Regions from separate parts of the Zea mays genome. Here all the other regions are linked to region 2. A link is a contact called in public Hi-C data. All regions are on one chromosome and are shown on one strand. Each heading gives the region's core, a stretch centred on a gene start, on an enhancer-like site or on the middle of the called end of the contact. The rest is flanking DNA. Distances are from core to core; before and after follow the strand shown.

What was found. Hi-C and Micro-C count contacts between places; a contact is called where the count stands out from the background.
Region 1: a Hi-C map of tassel shows a contact between it and region 2, with 7 times the contacts expected there. The contact joins the promoter of LOC542131 here to the enhancer-like site in region 2. A contact is called at or near these places in 4 of 25 Hi-C or Micro-C datasets (ear, leaf and tassel).
Region 3: a Hi-C map of tassel shows a contact between it and region 2, with 2.6 times the contacts expected there. The contact joins the promoter of LOC100274292 here to the enhancer-like site in region 2. A contact is called at or near these places in 2 of 25 Hi-C or Micro-C datasets (ear and tassel).

What each region holds. Positions count from the first base shown.
Region 1 is chr3:31,903,616-31,906,755 of Zm-B73-REFERENCE-NAM-5.0, forward strand. LOC542131 (NAM-related protein 1) reads right to left here and starts at 1,631. Exons shown (of 4, transcript NM_001111762.1): 1 at 1,561-1,631; 2 at 1,245-1,471; 3 at 742-1,091; 4 at 1-616. The coding sequence starts at 1,455. The coding sequence ends at 2.
Region 2 is chr3:31,583,939-31,587,233 of Zm-B73-REFERENCE-NAM-5.0, forward strand. No RefSeq gene overlaps it. Among protein-coding and RNA genes, the nearest start is that of LOC103649916, 31 kb to the left of the region's middle. Within about 2 kb of position 1,518, at least 13 of the 20 cell types and tissues checked have an H3K27ac peak or open chromatin away from gene starts, as enhancers often do. A contact at or near this core is called in ear, leaf and tassel, where this site is marked.
Region 3 is chr3:32,013,252-32,016,516 of Zm-B73-REFERENCE-NAM-5.0, forward strand. LOC100274292 (hydroxyproline-rich glycoprotein family protein) reads right to left here and starts at 1,930. Exons shown (of 4, transcript NM_001148656.1): 1 at 1,356-1,930; 2 at 913-1,035. The coding sequence starts at 1,925.

The DNA of each region.
Region 1 (3,140 bases), core at 381-2,880, 320 kb after region 2:
TTCAGTACTTGTACTTCCATATGCCATCCATCTCTATGGTGGTGGTCGCGGACCCTGGGCCGGTCACAGACATCATCGACGAGATCTCGGCGGCATTAGCCTGTTCGTCCTTCTGTGACACCATCGAGGACGGCCTACTCTCCGGCGCTGCAACGTCGAAGCCGCCAGCGCCAGCGCCAGCTGCTCCCATGTCCATCTGGCCAGCCGCTGCCCCCATGTCCACCTGGCCAGCTGCTGCCCCCATGCCCATCTGGTGGTGGTAGAAGTTCATCGGCAGCGGCGCGGGCACCGGATTGCCGAACAGAGCGCCGTTGATCTGGAGCCCGCCGGCGCCACCCATACCTGCCAATGCCATAGGCGGCATCATCCCCGCGCCGGCATTCGGGTTGGGGTAGTAGGGGGCCACCGGGTCCATGGCAAAATCTGGCAGGATGGGAAATTGCATCTGCATGGGCACGGGCAGTGGCAGCTGCAGCGGCATGGGGATGGGGATGGCCGGAATGTTGTTCTGATTCTGATCCATCTCAGGACCGGCCATGGCCACCTGGTATGCCGGCGCAGCCGTCTTCTTGATCCCGGTGGTCTTGTTGAACACACGACAGACCACCCACTCATCCTGCGCGGATTTCATTTGTAAGCCGTGACCGTGGGCGGGCAAGCAAACAAAGAAAGTAGTATGTGGATGCATGCATCATGGTTGCTTGCTGATGATGATATATATTACTTACTGGTACCACGCACCTTGCAAGCCGAAGCTGAAGCTTTCATCATGGCCGCAGCGATGTTGGTGGCTGAGCCGGATGCGGATGCAGGACTAGCAGGGAGCCTACCGCTGCCTTCGAGCCTGTACTCGTGCATCACCCAGTTGGTTTTGTCACCCCTGGGAGCCCTGCCTTTGTAGAACACGAGCGTCTTCTTCATGCCGACCAGCAGCAGCCCTTCCGCTGCAAAGGGGTTGTAGACCTCCTTGTCCTTGCCGGTCGCCTTCCAATAACCCGCCTCAGTGGCCCGGTTCGCCCTCAGCCCCGTCGGGTACTTGCGGTCCTTCTGGTAGAAGAAGTACCACTCCTTCTCGCCCATCTTTGCAACTTCTGCGGCATGCATGCGATCGAAACAAGCACCGTGTATCAGTCAGTCCACACATAGCTCGATGACTAGCATGTCTAGTCTAGCACTAGCAGCAGCATCCGCTAGCTGCATGCACAGATAGATCGATCGATCGAGGTCGCTCGTTAGTTACATACTCGGGAGGTCCCATGGCTCGGTCTTGTTTAGGTCGGCGTCCGCGATGGCGATGCAGCTGTAGTCCCTGTCGTGCACCTTCTTCGTGAGGTAGTCGTTGATAATCTCAAAGTCGCTCGGGTGGAAGCGGAACCCTGGAGGCAGTTCGAGGCCACCGGTACGGTCAACGTCCATCTCCTGCGGCTGCTGCTGTGGCTGCTGCTGGTCCGCCATGGCTCCTGCTCCTTCACTGAGATCAGATCGATGAAGCACTAACAACAACCATTTATATCAAGGAACAATTCGTAGACGACAGTATAAAAATCGAAACTTTCATACATGCACAAACGCTTCGTTCTCGGCCTGCCGGCGGCCGCCGGTCAGTCTAGCTAGGTCTCTCACTCGCTCGCTCGCTCACCAGAACGACGGATGATGCAGAGCTAGCGAGTTGTGTTCTGGTAGTGCAGTGAGCCACAGGCACGCTGCAGCGCGCGCGTTAAATAGGCAGGAAGCGTGCTCGCGCAAGGCGCTTTCCGCTGAAGCCTCCTGCTCCTGCCTCTATACCCGGCGGCCCTCTTTTTCGGTGCTGTCTGTTTCTACTGGCCATTGGACGCTTGTTCTTTCCAACTGTGCCACGCTTGTCGTCGCGCAGGCCGGGCTCACTTTCGCGCCGGGGCCTCGGCTGGTGCTGGCGACAGGTGCCGAATGGAGGCCGGGTTCTGGAATGTCTCTACCTCCGGTTTGCCTCTGCCCGGCCAGCCCTGGCATGCGATTCCTGTGGACGTATGCGTGAGTCCGCCCGCGCGCCGCTCATGTCTGCTCAGGCCGTCGATCGCCGGCTGCATGAACAAGAGGGCTGCGCGGCTGGTGGCCGCCCACGTCGACATGCGCATGCGCGCGCGGCTGACGGCCGGCCGCTAGCTACAAGGGGCCGCCTTCGCGATAGAAAGCTGCTGTAGATGTAGGCATCCATCTGGGACAAGCAGTCCAGTGATAGATGTGGGTCGTCGTGATCTGGTTGCTGATCATTATTGCGGCGCCGGAGCGTCGTGTTCTTCACTACTCTCGGTCAGTTTTAGGTGCATGGGAGAAACGCGTGCGTGCATGCGCGCGGGCCGTTGTGCCGATGCGGTGTGCTGTCCGGCTGTCCCTGGCTGCGTATGCATGTAGACACCCGATGTATCTATCATCTATCTGCTGGACGATATATAGCCTGTTTGTGCCTGTTGTCACACACACACACACAAACCGTGCATAGATAACACAGATTACATGGTGACCAATGCAAGTGACAAGTGTGCGTCGGTCCAAGCGCGCCTAGCCAGCCCTGGAAACCATGGTCAGTTCGCGTGTTACTGTGCCACCCAAACCAAGGGACAGGACAGGCGGCGACGACGACCGCTTGATTTATGCATGCATGGAATGAAGGGGGTATTTTCCTTTTCAGTTCCTTGCTTTCAAAGGAATTAAGTCAGGAAACCTACGCGCGCGTTCTGATCCAGCGTACCGATCCATCACACATTCTGCGCGTGCATGGAGTGCATGGCTAGAGTCCATGCCTATGTGTGCCGTCCAGGCTTGGTGAAATGGCGTGGCATGTGTGCTGGCGCTTTCCGTAGAAAAGTGGCGGCGACGTGGGCTTGTCCATGCATGGGTACGGCGTGTGCCATACTGCCATCCCATCTCATCAAGGGCCAGGTGTGGTATACGTGAATGTACATGCTTATCGATTGAATGGAGCTAATCCTCTGCGGTCATGTTTTGGGCGTGCCCTAGCTAACCGAAATGAATCGACCCAAGCATATCTATCATTTCACCGGTTGACCCTACAAGCCAGCGCAACCGCAATGGTATCAGCAGCCCCCGGTCCTATGATTTTGAGGACCCCAGGTGAACTAGGGCCTCTAGACTATATAAAA
Region 2 (3,295 bases), core at 268-2,767:
TAATGATTAGCAATTATTTTCCGTAGCCTCACATGTATGAATTATAGATTGATTAGGCTTTCATCTTGTCGTTGAGTCCATAATTAGTAATATTTCTAATTAGTACCAAACATTCGATGTGATATTTAATAACTAAGCAGGGATGCATTCTTGAGCAGGAAGGTTGAGAAGCCGCTGAACTTCTCGTTCCCGCTCACGTCCGGGATGGATTTTCCGCTCCGGTTTCTGCTCTGTTTTAGTTCTAAATTCAAAAATACAAAAATCAATTTATTTGGGGGTCAAAACGATATTTCATGACAGCAGAAACGAAAAGGAGAACCCCTAATCCAAAATGATAGTGACGAACTTTATATCCAAACACCCCTGCTCGGTTCCCTTGGCTTCGTTGTACAAGTGACATAAATAGGCTCTAAATTTTACACTGAAAATTTAAAGATCGACTGCCTTTTGACATTTCGTTTGCCTGCACTACCGCACATCTTCCCTGTGGCGCCGTCAGGTCTGACTGAGCATTACAGGCGATGCTGGTTGCATCATCAAACGATCGATGCAAAGGCTGCCCAAATCTATTATTACCCGACGACCAAGACACTAAAGCTGCTTGGCAACTGAAATTGAAGATCTTTGCCTCGATCGCCCTCTGACTCTTCTGATCTGCCTTGGTTGGTAGGTAGGGTACGTGAAGTGAAGCCATATGTATGTATGTATGTATGTATGTATGTATGTATGTATGTATGTATGTATGTATGTATGTATGTATGTATGTATGTATGTATGTATGTATGTATGTATGTATACCTTTCAAACTCTACTCTCCCAAATACATTAGCCCTCCTATCCTGGATTTGCACAAAGTCAAGTATTTTTAACACCGACGACTGATCACCAACATCAAATCAAATAAAAAAATGTATGGATCAACATAATTAAGCTCGGTGTTAATAGATTGACAACAATGGAAAATGCTTTTACAGATATACTCTACAACTCTTTCTATTTATAATGGTATTTCCATGCTAATAATAAAGTTGTTATTTTTAGATAGAACAGAAGTTGCAGTGTCCATTATTCAGATATTCGGTTATGGCAGAAAGACCCCCTCGATCGGCCAGTGGTCCTGGTCCCAATATCCCACACCAAGAGTTTCTGAGCACTCACCGAGGACACTTGGAGGATCCACCAAGTTCAGTTCAAGATGCAGCTACGCCATTTACAAGCTCTACTGCTACGTCTCAGTGTGCCGTTTACGAAGAACACGCCTGAATATATAAAGCCATGCATGGATGTACTCCGGTACTCGGAATATGCAGACAGTACAGTCTCAAGCAATCGATTAGTTCAGTGATTTTGTATTGATCCCATCCCATGGACGGCCTCATCACAAGTAAAAGCGTTAAACTATACTATTATATACATTGACCTTGCGTGAATATAATGCCAGCGTCACTGTGTGACCTGCTAACGACGACGGCGAGGCTTTGACCACCCCAGCCCTCTCGAAGGGTTTGCTTGTACTGAAAAGGGGCGGCCGTGGGCCAACCCAGTTACTAGACCGGCCCATACATTTGTAAGATAAATCAATAAGTATCCATGGGGCTTCATTCAGAAGAAAAAGAAAAAAAAGAAGTTGTATGGGCTGCCAAACGTCAATTTTAGCCCATCCGATCCAAGCCCTACATTGGTTATCCAATGCAAGGCTGAGATTCAGGGGGTTATAAGACCCTTCTCAGTGGTAGTTTCATCACATCATTTTTAATATTGTCATGTCAATAAAAGTAAGATGAAATATAGAATGATCAATAGTTTCATGTCACAACTTCATAGACTAGCATGTGCCTTCAATGATGAATCTAAATAACCAACAGGGATCAATGAAATAGATGGAGATGAAACAAATTACTCTCAATGGTGGTTTGACGCGGTTTCCAATATCTTGGAAACGGGTTGGTATAGTTTCATAGTGATGAAACTAGTTTCACCTATTTTATAATAAATATAGTGCCATAACATCAAAAATCATATATTGCATACTATTTAATGCAATGAAATCTCTCACAAAACTCCCATCGACAATAGCCTAAAAGTCGATGGATCCAAACATAGGCATGCATGCACGTAACTCTTAATACCATTCAGTTTTTGAGATGTCCTTTGCCTACCCATCCAAAAATGTATTTTCAATTTGCCTACCATTATCTACAACAATAAAACCCATTTGAACACCCATATCAATAAAATATCATTTTTCTTTCCATCCCACAAAACTAGGCCCCGCTTTTCTCTCTTCTCTCACTCATATCATATAGAATAGGTTTTGGAGAGAAAAAACCCATATTTAGGTTTCCTCTCTCCTTCTAAAATGAGTATCATCTAGGTGCTCTCAACTTTCATGTTTGCATACTTTAATAAAGGAGCCAAAATGAGAATCCAAGGAAGACTCATATTATGGTTCATTTTAGAGTTTAGAAAAGTTCTTGGTGACCATTGGAACACTTTGGAACTCAGAGATAAGGCATCATTGTTTTTATGTGAAGTTTGAGGTTCCAAGTGAAAATTGGAGCATAAAGTTGAAGTAGAGAAGGCAGCTGAAGTTGGAGAATTTGGTAAAGACAATGGGATGACTTAGAGTGGTTGGTACAACTCAAAGAATATTCGTCTAAGTCATAAAAGTGCACAATAGAACAACTGGATCAATCTGCAAAAGAAAAGCCAAAGGTAATTTAACATGTGCTTATCTGTGGTGCACCGGACCTTGGTCTGGTGTGCAATAAACCACTTTTGCAGGGATGGCTAAAAGGAACATTGGCGGCCTGGTGCATCGGACTATGGTCCGGTGTACACTGGACCTATTGTGTAGAGGCTATGTAACTCGATGACCTCGTGCTAGCGCATAGACCAGGGTCAGTGTGCACCGGACCGAGAGTTTGCAGAAAAGCCTGCTCTCGGGTTTTGTGACTGTTAGTGCACGGACCTGGGTCCATGTGCATCAGACCACTTGGGTCCAACAACTACTTCGATTTCAACGTTCAACTACAATGGCTAGGCACGGTCTGTTGTGCACCAGATTGTGACGGTGTCAGCCTAAAATGGAAGGTATCTGTTAAGATCTCGATGATAGCAGGACTGTAGAAGGTCCGGTGGTGCACCAGACCGGTCCGAGGCACCCTAGGAAGGCAGAAAATGCTCAACAGCTAGATTGACCATGGAGGCTATAAATAGAGCCCTCCACCCTCCAACAGTAATAAGCAAGCTCTCATAAATGCAAATACCCATCCTAGCAATAGAATATCCCTCT
Region 3 (3,265 bases), core at 680-3,179, 430 kb after region 2:
TAGGACAAATGACACTATATGCAGCGTGACATGCACATGGACAGCGAAGCCGAATTGGTTAGATGGTTTGAGTAGCACTCCTGAGATCCTGGTCCTGGGTTCGACTCCCCATCAAAGCGAATTTTAGGCTATGGTTAAAAAATCCTCTCGACTGTCACACGTCAAAGCACAGGTCTAAGACCTGGTCTCGATCGCAATGCCGCTGTATATAGATCGAGCAGAGGTTCGGGGTTTTCTCGACCTGCGTGAGAAGGTTTTCTTATTATAATGCGCAGGGGCGGGAGGAGGGCAGTTTTACCCCCACAGGTTCAGTTTTGACACGCACATGGACACCCACAGGAGCAGCGTCATATGCACATGGATGCAAATGTCAAACACCAAGGACAGATGCAGATCTATTATTGACAAGGTAACCACTACGGCACAATGATTAATTACATGACAGCGGTTAACCAAACATTATTTGAAATTATGACAAAAAAAAAACAAATCATGCAAGTCCTGCATGTTTATGGTACTTGCAGACAATAATAGCACAATCTAAGTTAACTGATAACCAAGACAAATAGTCATACTATTCACAATCAAGAGAAAAGGCCTGCGTTAATTTTCTGCACTAAGTTCAGCTGTGCATTGATTCAAGCTTTGTTGTTCATTTCTGATACTATTTGAGTATTGAAGCAAATCTAGTTCCATGTTAGGAGGCACGAGGCAGCAGTATAAGGAATGCTGCAAGCGCAAGTTTGGGTGTGACATTAGCATGGGTTTCAAAGTTGTACATAGAAGATCGATGGTCACACCGTCACACCGAGTACATTTCCACAAGCATTTTGTGATTATATAACAGGTAGATGACTGTTAAAAGTAGACAATGAAGAAGCATAGATGGTGGCATCGAGCAAAGAGACCTACAGGGTGTGACTGGCCAAGGGAATGCTTGAGAGCCTCTCCAGTGGCTTTGTTGACGAGGACGATGGCAGGGTAGCCTTCCTCATCCTTCACCCTGGTGCTGTACTTCATGTCCTTGATCCAGTGCTGCATCATAAGCAAAGTTGTATGAAGTCACCACAAGGCAAGGAGACAAATGTCGAACCGATGAATTCCTTGGCCAATCCCGACAAAGAAAAAAGACAAAACGAGATCGCATCAACGAAGCCGCCAAATTTCCAAAGCAAGACCGGACGGGAGTCTTCGTCCAGACCCCGCGATCAGAACTCGGATTTGGGGCAGTTCAAGTTCAAACTCAACATGATCAGGATCAGGCCACGTCTACATCAACGCCCAACAGCAAGAGCAGGGTACAGTAAAATGGAACAAATATCTTTGGCTAGGCAGGGCGCCACCGCAATCGTTACCTGCGCGTCGTCATCACGGTCCGTGCGCACGAGGCAGACCTTGCCGTCGCGGGAGGCGAGGCTGTACTGGTCCTCCCCAGCCTTGCAGTAGATCCTGTACGTCTGCTGCCTCACAGGCGGGGCGCCGCCCCCGCCGCCGTGGTGCGGGCGTGTCTCGTGGCCGTACTGGGATCCGCCGCCGCCGTGGTGCGGTCGGCCCTCGTGGCCGTACTCGGAGCCACCGCCTCCGTAGGCGCCACCAAGACCGCCGCCGCCGCCGCCGTAGTAAGGCCTCTCGTCGCCGACCTCGTGCGCGACGTGGACGACGTTGCCGTACCCGCCCCCGGCGCCGTAGGCCGGCGGGGGCGCGTAGCCTTGGCCGCTGTGGCCGTAGGCGTCCCCGGCCCCACCGTACGCGGACTGGGGCGGAGGTCGACCGTACGGATCGGGGTCGACGGGCGCGCGGCCGTACGGGTCGGGTGGCGGTGGCTGGCCGTAGCCGCCGTAGACCGGGGGAGGCGGGCCTCTGCGGTCGTCTTCGTCGTCGTCGCGGCGATGGCCGTGGTGGTGGTGGTGGTGCGGAAACTCCATTATTGGCGATCGAGTGGGAAATGGATCGATCGGGGCCGCGGAGAAGGCTGCCTTATATGGGGACGGTCTGATCTGGTCGGTTCGGTCGAGCCCGGTCTGGGAGAAGCTGACCCGGGGTGGGGAATGAGGACAGGTGGAGCCGCGGCGCGTGGACCACGGGCATTCTTCGATTCGATTTGCCGGCCTGCGAGCGAGGAGCACCACGTGGCATCGATGACGGGCGAAGCCGAACCGGAAGGAAATGAATCGATGATGGTGATGCACAGTCAAGTGCATAGGATTTCCGTCTACCGCGTCGCGAGGGCGTACGTGTAGCGTATTGGATCAGCGACGTGCAAGTAGCGCCAACTGCCAGGTGGTCTTCCTGAATTTGTCAGTTTTGCTGCCACGTTGGTGCAATGATGTAATATTGCTGCTCACGTGTTATGCTCACGAATTTTAAAAAAAAAATGACCTACAGGCTACATGTCTCCTCGTTGTCCATGAATTTTCGGTTCTTCTTGAGCGGAGCCTAAGGGGATGTTTGGTTAGAGGGACTAAAGATTAGTCTCTAGTTTTTAGTCTCTTTTAGTCCCTTTTTTGCCAAACACTAGGACTAAAATATGGACTAAAATGATTTAGTCTTTAGTCCTTCACATAGGTGCTAAAAGAGACTAAAAGCTCATAATTATCATGTTGCCCTTACCTTTTTATAGATAACTAATATTATAAGTATATTTTAAGGGTATTAGAGTCTTTGGACAATGTATTTAATGACTTTGGAATCTATTTAGTCCCTAAAACCAAACATATAGGGACTAAACTTTAGTCCTAGGACTAAAGTTTAGTTCTAGAACTAATTGAAACCAAACATGCCCTAAGATACATACAAAAGTAGCCACCATGATTGCTTGTATTTGCTCACACGTTGCTGCGGTTTTCGTATATTTTATAGGTACATTTTGGTATAACGAGGCATTTGTTCAAATAAGTTTTAGCCTTTACAATGATTTATGTTCCATTTGAACGACTTGTTGTGCCTAATCTCAACGCATGCACTATGTAACCGGCATAAATGTGTTTTACATGCTAAGAGCAACTCCAATAGTTCTCTAAAAAATAGCTTGCTAAAATCATGTTTAGCAAGTTGCTAAATAGCTATTGGAAGTAAAAATTAACTTAGTCTCCAATAGTTGCTCATATTTATGAAGTGGTTCGATTTTGAATCTAGATTTAGTGGCCCTGCCCCTATGTGAGGGCGAAAGAGAAAAGGCCGGTTGATATGAACTATGAGGAGTGGTGGTCCGGTGACGCAACCTATGAAGAAGTTGGGTTCGACGGTGAAGGAGAAACTTGTATCA